2 separate regions of the Astyanax mexicanus genome follow, and region 2 is linked to region 1. Evidence: chromatin contacts called from public Hi-C data. All regions are on one chromosome and are shown on one strand. The core of a region is the stretch at or near the end of the contact, and the rest is flanking DNA. Distances in the headings are between cores, read along the strand shown. Region 1 overlaps LOC103030360 (beta-galactoside alpha-2,6-sialyltransferase 1). Region 2 holds the start of cops9 (COP9 signalosome subunit 9).

Evidence for each region. Hi-C and Micro-C count contacts between places; a contact is called where the count stands out from the background.
Region 2: a Hi-C map of muscle shows a contact between it and region 1, with 10 times the contacts expected there. The contact joins the promoter of cops9 here to the enhancer-like site in region 1. A contact is called at or near these places in 2 of 3 Hi-C or Micro-C datasets (blood and muscle).

What each region holds. Positions count from the first base shown.
Region 1 is chr1:100,879,034-100,885,609 of AstMex3_surface, reverse strand. LOC103030360 (beta-galactoside alpha-2,6-sialyltransferase 1) reads left to right here. Exons shown (of 6, transcript XM_007252341.4): 6 at 22-4,508. The coding sequence ends at 293. Among protein-coding and RNA genes, the nearest start is that of LOC125799454, 32 kb to the right of the region's middle. Within about 2 kb of position 3,134, the one cell type or tissue checked has an H3K27ac peak away from gene starts, as active enhancers do.
Region 2 is chr1:100,962,999-100,969,574 of AstMex3_surface, reverse strand. It overlaps cops9 (COP9 signalosome subunit 9), which reads left to right and starts at 2,411. Exons shown (of 3, transcript XM_049462917.1): 1 at 2,411-2,622; 2 at 5,236-5,308. The coding sequence starts at 2,560. It overlaps otos (otospiralin), which reads left to right. Exons shown (of 4, transcript XM_007252345.4): 3 at 188-211; 4 at 463-1,208. The coding sequence ends at 650.

The DNA of each region.
Region 1 (6,576 bases), core at 1,885-4,384:
GCTTGTCTTTGTCTGCCACAGGTATCATTGTGATGATGAGTGTGTGTAAGCACATCAGTGTGTACGAGTTTGTCCCATCACAGAGGAAGACGGAGCTTTGCCACTACTACAGCTCAGATAGAAACTGGCAGTGCACTCAGGGACACTACCATCCGTTATTGTTTGAAAAGAGTCTGGTGCAGCGCCTGAACCGGGGCGAAGAGGAGGATATCTTGGAGTTAGGAAAAGTCACACTGGATGGGTATTCACAGTATACTTGTCCAGACACAATGCAGAGTGAAAACTCTTTATGAAGCTCATTGCAAACACTGTTTCAGCATGCCACACCCCCAGTGGAGCCAAATCACAAAAGGGAAGTATTTAAATGTGTTTTAAAGCGAGAATATGTTTAAGCCCATTTTTGGTCTTAAATTAACAGCTTTTAAAATCATGTTGATGATCAACTGACTTGTAATAAGAAAAATGTCTCTGTCATTTCTGCTGCAGGCTTGGAACGCTGCCTACTGCACTGTTTAACTTTGATAAAGTGTGCTTGAACCCTCAAGGTCCTTTACTTTCAATGCCAGTCCTGTATCTCTCAGCTCAAAAAATAAATAAGTCATTATTTAGTACTTAGTAACTGGAACACATTAAGTACACTTTAAGTACAGAATAAATGCTGTGAAATATGCTATGTACAGTTGCGAGAAAAAGTATGTGAACCCTTTGGGATTTCTGCATAAATTTGGTCATTAAATGTGTTCTAATCTTTATCCAAGTCACAACAATAGACAAACACAGTCTGCTTAAACTAAAAACACAAAAAAATTATTTAATTATTGCATGGTTTTATTAAACACAACGTTAACATTCACAGTGCAGGGTGGAAAAAGTATGTGAACCTTTGGATTTAATAAATGGTTGATCCTCCTTTGGCAGCAAAAACCTCAACCAAAGGTTTCCTGTAGCTGCAGATCAGACCTGCACAGCGATATTCTTTGGATATGAATGTGAATCGCTCTCTTGAGGTCATGCCACAGCATCTCATTTGGGTTGAGGTCAGGACTATATTTTCTTCTGTTGAATCCATTCAGTTGTTGATTTACTTCTATGTTTTGGGTCGCTGTCCTGTTGCATCATCTATCCTCTGTTGAGCTTCAGCTGGTGAAAATATGGTCTTAAGTTTTCCTGCAAATTGTCTTGGTAAACTTGGAAATTAATTTTTCCACTGATGACGGCAACCCGTCCAGGCCCTGATGCAGCAAAGCAGCACCAAACCATGATGCCACCATGTTTTTTATGGACAGCAGTGGCTTCTTCTGTGGTGTCCTACCATGAACTCCATTCTTGTTTAATGTTTTCCTTATTGTGGATTTGTCAAAAATGTTAGCATGTGCCAGAGACTTTAGCTGACACTGTAGGATTCTTCCTCACCTCATTGATCATTGTGCTCTCGCAGTCATCTTTACAGGACGACTACACCCAGAGAGAGCAGCAACAGTGCTGAACTTTCTCCATTTGTAAACCGTCTGTCTTACCGTGGACACGTGAACATCAAGGCTTTTAGAGATTCTTTTGTAACTCTTTCCAGCTTCATGCAACTCAACAATTCTTGAACGTAGGTCTTCTGAGAGTTCTTTTGTGCGAGGCATGATTTGCATCAAAGCAATGCTTCTTAAGAACAGCAAACACAAAACTATTTTTTTTTCATAGGGCAGGGCAGCTTTTTTAAAAAAAAAATATTATTTTTTTTTATGTATTTTTTTTGGCCCGCCAAATTCTGTATTCCTTTCTCTTGCCATTAAAAAAAAATCAGTACTGTTTTTTTCTACATATATCTGGGTTGTTCCAAATGAGTGTCATTTTACATGGAATTAGTGAGGACTCTTTGAGGACTCTTTAAAAAATCCCACCAGGCTGTCAGAGTGGTATTTATATTAAGGCTTTTAACGCAATTATAATTTTTAATACTGGAGCTAATGAAAGGTAGGTCAGAGATTTTCAGTTTACCACATAATGTTTAAAGCTGTCTGAAGGGCAGCTTTAAACAGCACATCCAATCTCATCATATCCTAGCTCTTAGAAAAGTAATTAGCATAGGCGTTCATATATTTTCCCCCCTCATTGTGAATGTTAACATGCTGAGTGTAATAAAACCATGCAAACATATATTTCTTTGTGTGGTATTCGTTTAAGCAGAGTGTGTTTGTCTATTGTTGTGACTTAGATGAAGATCAGAACACGAAAATCCAAGTAATCCCAAAGGGTTCACATACTTTTCACATACGTCTTTAAAATGAAGAATACATCAGTATTTTAATTACATTTTAATGTAAGTATATTTTTGGTAGTTATGCTTGTACATTATATAATAATTATGAAAGCAACAGCCAGAGCAATGGGCAACAATGCTAGTGTAGCCCTGAATCAACAGTTTACTCTGTGAACAATAACAATAAAAGTGCTCTTATTTCCTAGCACACAGTAATTACACAGCAACTTTATATTATCTTGTCACTGCCCTATGCATTTTTCCTAGCATATTTGCTCAGTAATTAGTGTTCAATACAGAGAAAACTGACACATTTCACAAGAAAACACAGCAGAGAAAAGCAGAGCAGGAAAACCCTAACACAAATATTTTCTAATTATTTAAATTGTGAACTAGTGAAAACCCTAGTAAAAGCTTCTGAAATGGTAAAGTGTGGGAGACACTGCAGAACAGTACATCACCACCAGACTCTGCTAGTTACTGTACATGAACTTTGCAAATGCGAACATGACCTTATGAGTGTGCCTCTGAGCAAACAAAAAAGGAGAAGCAAGCTGAGTAAACAGGAAACCAGGCTCCTGTACTACCTAACAATAAAAGATAGACACATCAGAAGGGAAAGTATTTTTTTTACTGGTAAAATTCAAGAAATCCAGCCTAGTTAAGTGAGTGGGGTGAAGGTTTAAAGCTTTCCAGGCTTTAATGTCTTTAGCTTGCAAAAACCAGCACTGACCGATAAAACTTATTAGATGAGAATAATTAGGGTTTTGTTGTTTTTCAGGACTTCACCACAAAGGGAAAATTGAGATGTGTTGGATCCTTTTCTGCCAGCTGAGCAAACCTTCCTGCAGCTAGCACACCAACTGGTACAAAAGCTTACACACCTCCTGACTACAGGCAAACACCCAGCACATTTTCTTACAACTCAATCCTCCCTAATGGCAGCACATTTTGTTTTATATTTGTGTGATGGTGACTATTGCAGAATTTTTACTTTCAAAATGACATTTAATTGGTGATTCATTATTCAAAAGACATTTATAAGGGGACTATAAAATAAAATGTTTAATTGAAAAAAAATTAAAGTAAATCTCCTATAAAAGGAAGGTAAATAATTAAAAATAAATATAACTTAGTTTCTGATATATGCAGATCTACTGACAGGAAGCTGGGAGTTGAGTGGTATGAAAGATGGTGTGTTGGTCAGTACTGGTATAGCTGGGACACTTTCTGACCTGACAGAGAAGGATCCAACACCTATTTGGGGAAATCGGCATTTAATTCTGAGGCAAAATAAGAGTCTTATATATATATATTTTTTTTTTACCTCTATCAATGTCTCACAATATTTCAACAATTAGTTTGTAAACACTGTAGTGAGCAGCTTAAAACAGTTAACTAAACCAAAGACAAAACAATGCGGTCGTAAAATAGATTTTATTGTATTTAATATAATTTATATATTTATATGATAGATTTGGGTGGAACCGCAGACCTGAGAGTTACTGGACCGCTGAGATTACAGACCACTGCCAGAATGCAATGCTTTGCCTCCCTCTAGTGACTAGATTTATATTCTTGCCTCAGAAGGAAGTGTGTGTGTGTGGTTTTATAAGTTTGATGAATGTGTTAAAATTATAATTTATTATTTACTGTGCTTCAGAAACTGAACTTAAAGGCGTCTGAGATGTGATTATATAAATGTAATATTCATCTGTGGTGGTCTGTAAGTTATTTATTGAGAAGCTCAATATTCTATACTACCACCAACCTTATTGATTACAGAGTCTAATTGTAATTATGTGTACTGAATGAGGTCCAATGTAACAGAATGTGTTTCATTCAAAAACAACATTTACTGTCTAAGAATCAGTTTTTTTTTACATTTGCAAACATGCATTTCTCATGTTGTGTTAAAGAGATTCTATTCAGACACTCACAAAAAAGTATGGGATAGCAAAGTACAAATAAACTGGATAAACTGTGACAGATGTTTTTTTTATTATTGTTGTTTAACTGCATTTAGACAAGTATTTCGGGAGACTCACCTGTTTTTGTACCACAAATGGATCTTTCGTTTATCAAAGCTAACTGCCCATCAGCCCATGCTTACTGATTGGATTCCTCAGCTGTGACTTTTTATTATTCGCATGTTATTATTCATACATAAACAAAGAATAAGAACAGAACAATGCTAACTGTATTACCTGTTATTAGCATGTAATCTTAATTGTAAATAAAGTTAAAATTGTGACAATTAAGACAATTGTTTTCCTTAATATACATTACATATGGTTACCACACACACACACACTAGACCTACGTTATTGAATAAAGAAGCTAGAATTTATAGAAAGAGACATGATAATTTATGAGTATATACAGAAGATGTGTTAATGCAAGTTATGGACATTAGCTATTTTTTTCCCCATGAAATCAGGTGTATTTAAATAAAAAACAGATTATAGGATTTATGAATGTAATGTTTTATTTTTTGAGTGTGTCATACTTTTAATACCTTTAAACTTTAAATATACATGCAACATTTTGCAACTTGCTTTAGGAAACATGTATTTTCTTACCTTTGTCTGATAAGGAACAAATAAAAATAAATGATAAATGATTTATTTTTGTAATCATTAATGTATTATTTGATTACTGTTACATCAATACATCACAGAAACCATATTTACAAAGCTTAAGCTATAGCTCCTCACAGCACAGTATAGCATTAATAACTGCAAATGAATTCTGACTAGTATATGCTAATTCAAATAACAAAACTACAACTTTAAAACTACACTGCAGATATCTGTAGCAAGAAATGCCAAGTATGACAAAATGCTGCTTTAAGAGCAAAGTAATAAAAAAATGCAGCCAGTCCACCTCCTCATCCACATAAATGTCTGTACATGTATTTAATGTTGAGAGGGGTTGCCTGATTTTGGCCATAAAAATCACCATATGTTTATTATTTACTATGTGCTTTAAAAACGGAACTATCAGGCGTCTGAGATGTGATGATATAAATGTAATAGGCATCTGTGGTGGTATGTAAGATATTCATTTAAAATAAGTCTAAATGTAATTATGTGTACTGAATACATTTTTAGATTTGCAAGCGTACATTCCTCATGCTGTATTAATGAGATTCTATTAAGACACTATGGGATAGCAAAGTACAAATAAACTGTGATAGATGTTTTTTTATTGTTGTTTGTTGTTTTTGTACCAGAAATGAAGCTTTTATTTCTGTCATTTTGTTATTAAAGATTGCAGCCAGTGAACCTCCTCATCTACAGAAATCTAGGTACATGTACAGTATTTAATATTAGGAGGGGTTGCCTTATTTTGGCCATAAAAAAACCATATGTTTAGTAGCCTGCTATTTTTTTCAAAGGATTTTGGCAGAATTTCTATAATTTTATCTTCAAAAAGTAAACACATCATTAAAAAGCTGTATTTTGTAATATTTTGTTTTGACTATATATTAATGAATAAATAAAATAATATGGGTTATTTGATATATCAAGTGAAATTTATTTGTATAGCCCTTTTTACACCTGTGACACTGTCAGAAAGAAGCTTTACAGGAATCCATTAAAATAACAATATATCAACAATACAAAAAACATAAAAATAAAAGCGATGTGACAAATATTCAACAATAGACATTTGTACCTGTGTAATTGTACTTACTGTACTGTTCATAATATGCCACAGATAATTCGTGCTACATGTAAGTAATCTAAAGCAAAATGTGAATACATTAAATATAAGAACATTAATGCAGTACTTTATTATAATACATCAGCATTGTAATACCGCACAATGTCAGCGCCACAGTATAATTATAATTGTATGCTTCTTTGATCAGATGAACTAAGTGCATCATTACAGATAACTCCATCCTATCTGATCTACAGTTCTGTTACAGCTGCCTGTTTTCTCTGAGTTAAGAAGGTAATTAAAACATGAAACCGGGGGATATCTAAGGGGATGAAAACTGTTTCTCTCTCTGTTCCTCTGTAAAGGTCACTGGATGTGTTCTGCTTCACCCCGTGCGAGCTGCTCTACGTCTTTGCTACTGCTTGTACTGATTACAAAATGCCAACACATTCTGGTTAAACAAAATGATGACGTTATATTAAATGTCATCGCTTTGAATAATTACTCTGCTATTTCAACGTTAAATGCATTTTACGGCATTGTCATATTGTGTGCCCATATATTATTCTGTGCCATTTGAACAAAGCGATGGACAAATACAGAAGAAAAGAAGTATATTTAAAGCATTTTTTCATGTATTTTAAAACATGCTATGC
Region 2 (6,576 bases), core at 1,162-3,661, 85 kb before region 1:
ACAGAAATAATACTTGGATAGGAAATGCTAGCATTTCTCCAGTCTCTAAGGGGCACCCCAATGGGCCATAGCTGAATCAGCTCTTTGTGAGTGTGTTGCTCTGAATATTATACACCTCCATCTCTCTCTCTCTCTCTCTCTCTCTCTCTCTCTTTCTCTCTCTCTCTCTATCTCTCCCTCCTCTCAGATGCCAGATATGTTCCTGAAGGAGGTAAGACACTGTTTATGCAATTGATAACAACATCAAAAAGAAAAATGCTGTTATTAACATGATGTTATTAATAAAAATATTATTTTTTATTTTTTCTCATATTTCAGAGATTTTTATCATTTAAGCTAAACACCATTTAAGTGCCACTACTGTAACTATACTTATAAAATATGTCATTTATATTATTCCTATATATTGTTGTTAATGATAAGGATAAGGATGGTGTTGCTATTAATGTTGCTATTTTTTAGTTCCCTATGACGAGCCCCCAGCTGTGCCCTACTGGCCATACTCCACCTCTGATTTCTGGAACTACATAGAATACTTCCGCAGCATTGGAGCCTACAACCAAATCAACCATATGGCCAGGGCTTTCTATGCCCACCAGCACCTTGGAGACACCTTGGGCTATGAAGTGCCTGAGCACCAGGAACGCTGAAGGAAAGCTGAGGTTAACTGTCTACATGATGAAAGGATAGGATTTAGTTAACATACAGGAAAACATATGTGTATGGAGTAATGCATCTAACATGAAATATATATCAAGAACATAATGCATCAATGTTTTTTTATTGACTTTGTTATATCTTCATTTGAAACATGTCTATCAAAACTCAACTAGAGAAATGTAATTTTATCAACTGTCATTTTTTGTAACAATTTATACGTAATGAATTTCATATAGCCTTTTAATTGTCCCATGGAGACACATGGTACACTGGGACTGTTTTGGAGGGCCGGACCTACAGACTAATCTCAGTTGGATCAATGTTAATTTGACCTCTTTAATAAATGCAATAATAACATGGTTTTGATACAGTGTTACTGATAAGAGTAGCTGTTACAATTAAGCAGCACAAATGTAAAGCAGGCATAGTGAATACAGTAATAGTATACGATTATCTGATCAACATTTACATAAACAATTGTGAACAAAATGTTCAGTATGTAATGTTTGCAGTAAAGACCAGCATTAAATTCACTTAATATAAAAGTACTATTGCTGTTTGGTTTGTAGTCTAATTACCTCATTTTTATTACTTCTTTCCTGTTCAGTGAGGAAGTCTAGTTTGTTTTGGGCTTGAAAGGCAAAGGAGTGTGGCCCCTGGGCAGCAAAATGCCCAGGTATGCTTTATTGTGTAAATCAGCCATTTATTTATTTGCCAAGGCAAAGACATATATGCATATAGCAAAACACAATAAAAAGGGAATATTTAGTAATTAACTATTTAGTAATACTACTATTAAATCAGAAATCAACATTTACTTAAACACTGCCTTGATTAATTACTTAAATTGTTCCTTCAATTGAACGATCTGTTTAATGGTTCATTTAATAAACCATTCCTTTAGTTCAGATGGAATGCTTTACTTAAACTGAATAAACAGGGAATCAATTGTTTAAAACTCTATGGCATTAATTATATTTTTGTTGAGAAAAAAATATTGTAATGTTGGCTGATTATTTAAATCACCACTTCCTTATTATGATGGCACTGACATAGGTAATCTACATAATGCAACAAATTAGAAAAAAAGTTTCGGTAAGCGTACAACAAGAATGATGAGTTTCTTTGATTTTAACAAATTGAAAACCTCTGGAAAATAATCAAGAGGAAGATGGATGATCAAAAGCCATTAAATCAAGCTGAACTGCTTGAATTTTTGCACCAGGAGTTGCAAAAAGTTATCCAAAAGCAGTATGTAAGACTGGTGGAGGAGAACATGTCGGGATGCAAGAAAACTATGATTAAAAACCAGGGTTGTTTCACTAAATATTGATTTCTAAACTTTATGTACTTGTTTTCTTTGCATTGTTTGAGGTCTGAAAGCTCTGCATCTTTTTTGTTATTTCTGCAAAAAATGTTGGAATTTGGGAGAAATGTCTGTAGATTACAGAATAAAACAAAAATGTTCATTTTACTTAAACATATACCTATAAATAGCAAAATCAGAGAAACTGATTCAGAAAATAATTTTCTTATAATCTTATCATTTTCTCCAGAGCTGTACTTCTTTACACATTCTTGCACATAAACATATCTTTATTCAATACCCACGTTTACGCATCATTTTACTGGATGTAGATGTGTTTTGTAACATTCTTCAGGGACTCTGTAGTGCAATAATATCTGATATTATTAGAAATGAACTTGAGGTACTGCTGAACTGATGAAGGAGCCCAGTCCCCTTCAGAGCCGGTGGGTCCTGTTTTCGATCCGGATGTATTTCAGTGTAACAGCAGTATTAGCTGTTAGGCTAACGGGACAGGCTCGGGTGGCTGTGTTTGAAGCTCCAGTGAAACAGGATTTAATCAGCGCTGGGTTTAAACTTATTACCCTGGAGAGATGAAACCAGCAGTGGACGAGATGTTTCCTGAAGGAGCGGGACCGTATGTGGACCTGGATGAGGTCAGTCCTTTATTAGAACTGCCTGAATAAACTAGCCCAGTCTAGCCTAGCCGTGGCTTCATCTTATAACAGCTGCTTAACTAACTAGCTTAGCTAACTAGCTTAGCTACTGTATGTATAGGTAGCTAGGCTACAATAATTGCTAGCTAAGTGTACTAACATCACATGTGTTTGGTTTTTGAGTAATATACCGCACTTTCTCTAATTTAATATGTTTTACCTAACTTGATATACTACCTATTTCACTTAAGCTAACTAGGTTAGCAAACAGCAAACCTAGCTAACGCTACCTAGCTAAGTAAATTAGGTTAGCTTATCTATCTTAAATCTAAAATTATCTAGGCTAATATGTCTTTATTCAGCAGCACTGTAGTCCTTACCTTTGTTTCAAGTGTAAAAACTGTACAAAAGCCCCGCGGTAAAATTACGTGAGCTGATTTACAGCGGTTGAAGTTTAGGTTTAGCTAACCTAGCTGCTAATGTTAACTGGCTAGCTGGATAGCTTAATGTTTGTTTACAGCCTGATTGTGCTGGTAAAGTTGATTGACCAGTTTACAGTAGTTAACTAGCTATATTAACATGCATTCACAAGTGTAGATGAAACAAATCTACGTTTCTCTGCAGTTATTTAAAAATAACTTTACATATTTACATTTAAAAACTTCAAGGGCTTCGGAGACTCCTACAGGACACTTGGAGAAGCTGCCTGTTCACTCTCTACTCCACTTGATAATTCCGCTTGATAATAAACCCAAATTCTGCATGTTTGAAAATAGACATAACTAGACAAACATAACGAAACTAAAGGTTTTGAAGGACATAAATGTTTGATGTGTATTCAGTAAAAAAAAAAATAATGATTTTAAAATTCAATGCATTTTAGGAAAGCTCCAAGCTTAATTGTATTTTGACATTTTGCAGATTTACTTTAAATATGTAAAATATTTTCTTTTACTCTTACAATTAGGATTTTTGATAACGTTTCGTATCAAACATGAAACCTTTTTATGTAATGCTTGATTAGATATCCTAAAGATATTGGCGTGTAATCATGCTGACTAAAATGCCTGCCTGTGAAGAGGTTAAACTACGTAGAAGATCAGCTGGTTAATAAGTTAGTTAATAAGATTTCATGTTTTCCTAATAATTTAGTTTTTTTCGGGTGCATTGTACAATCTGGACTCATTGTCATTGTTTGCTTGGAGACTAAGCCCACTCCAAGCTAAAGTGTATATTTTGTAAATAAAGTTTTTGTTTGTTTATATAATGTAGTTAAGGCTTTTTTTTATTTATAATAATACATTATAGAAACATCTGTGCTGGTGGACAACCGAGTTTCCATGTCAGCATGTTGATGAAGTTGTTTTCTTTATGTAAAAGCCACAGTCTGTACCTGTGCACATGAGTTAGACTTAGTAGAGGCTTTACACACAAGCTTAAGAAGGAACTAAATTGAAGCAACCCAGCCCAGCTTTTGATGGTACTTGATTTCAAATGGTCTAAGCTGGACTTTGGTGGTTACATTACATTACATTTGGCAGACGCTTTTGTCCAAAGCGACTTACAATATTGAAGTGCAAATAATAGAAGAGGTTAAGTACAAAAATAATAGAAGTTAAAAATAAAGCATCTATAGATAGGGCCTTAAGAAGGAGATGAGGTTAGAATTAGTTAGTTTGTTAGAGGTGTTAGGAGAGTAAGTGCTCTTTGAAGAGCTCTGTCTTCAGGAGTTTCTTAAAGATAGCGTTAAGGTGACTTCAAATCTGGTCATCCACACAAACAAATCAAGGCTGGGTTGAGTCTTAAGTTAACACCAGTTGATTACAAACAATCTATTTACAAATCTGGTTGGACCACAAATTCATATGCTGTTTTATAACTAATAAAAACGACGTTTATACTAGTTTGTATGGTGCAACCCGCTTTGATGATGTAACTCGTAAAATTTGAAATTAGTAAATACTTATGTCAGAACTAAACTACGTATGAAATTGCACACTACTGGTCCAACTGGCTCCAGGTCCTCAACTGATTTTTTATTTTAGTAAGGAGACTTGCATATTTGGTCTGTTTTGTTATTACTTGTACTTATGTATTGAAAAGTGTATAGTATAGAGTGTGGATGCTGCTGTATATATGTATATAAACAACACTAAATTTCATCACAAGTATAAAAAAGTATAATATTTAAATGGTTAGCAGTTCACTTGATTAAAAAAATCCTTATACCAAAATAGATTTTAATTTTATGGGTATGGTTAAATAAGTTATTTTTTTGTACTGTGAGATTAATACATATGAGCTAATGCCTTTGCTAAGATTTTTTGCAACAGTGATAGAATATTGTTATAGAAAAAAAACATGTTTTAAGAGTTTATGTATTTTTTTTTTTTTAACGGATTTCATATTTAACTTACCAAAAAATGTGTGCATTAATTAAATAATGGATGTGATCTTTTAGCTAATATAAACTAGTGGAGACATATGTGTACATGCTCATTTTGAATGCTTGGTTTACTTTTTCCAGAAATGGAAAGGCAAATAAATATAAGGACTAGCAGTAACAAAACTACTACTGTTCTGAACTGAATCTGTGCTTCTGTGCATTCACAGGCAGGGGGAAGCACTGGACTGTTGATGGACTTGGCTGCCAATGAGAAAGCAGTGCATTCAGACTTCTTCAATGGTTAGAAACACATGAAATGATCTCATCTGTTTTGCTCCCACTTGCATTTAGGCAATTTCCTTTCTGTTTTCACTATTTCACTATGCCAGTTTACAGGAAAAACATGAGCACAGTTTTCCTTTTACCAAAGGAAATATTTGGTGTTTGAATTTTGTTATTTTACTTCTGCCCTGAGACTTTGTAAACTGAGAATTATTTGAGTTTACCTGTATTTTTTAATTATTATTCATGGCCCTGTAAAGTTACAAGTTAAGTATTGTCTGCAACTATACTTTCAGTAATATTTGTCAGAAATATTTCTAATGCAAGGGTTTCATGAATATTATTATTATGTTAAACAATTTACATTTATTTAAGTGAGGTCATACATTTTTATTTTAACAAATATATTTTTGCATTCATCCTTCCTTTTACATTTATGGCGTTTAGATCACATAACAGTACATTGCTGTCCACCAGGGCTGCACCCAAGTCATTTATTTATTGATTTAATATATTGATTTTATTCATTAGGGATTAATAAATCTAACATTTTTACTTAAACACTACACTTAAAACTTACATGTTAAGGCTTTATATTATTTTATCACTGGGGTAATATATCTAGTTAAGGTAACTAACTACACACAAATGCATTTTTGCAGCAGTGCAGTAGAATAAGCAGTAGGCAGGGAGGTTAGTTTTAAGCTATTATTAAACTTGTATGCAAACGTCAACAGAACAACCGTGACATAAACTGGCCGAAAAGCAATGTTATTTACTGCATGCTACAGTATTACATTACCAGCGTTGCACCATCATGCATTTTTGGTTGATCATGCATTTTAGGATTCTTGTGTATGAAGTGCTCATGCATAGCTGTTGTACTGTTGGTGTAAGCCATCTTTACTCTTGCAAAAACTGCAGAGAACAGAATTCTTGGATTCCTGTCCAAAAATCCTCCCACATTTTAGATTCCTGTGAACAAGTTTGTTTAGCTACAGCTTGCACTCTGGAGAAATCCATTCCAGTATTCCAAACCTACCCATTTTCGCTTGTACTCGGCTCAAAGTCGCCTTAAGGTTATAAACAAATAGAAGTTAGTACGAATACTGAACGAATACCTAGATACAAACGCTACGCACAAATGCTGAACTGTTGTCCAAGACCTCAAGCTCAGACTACTGCAAGCACAAGCCTTAGATTAAGCCTTTATTAAGTGCTCTTGACATAGAGAGGGTTATTTATTTACATCCACTTTTAAATGAGTAAGATTAATTTACTTTCAT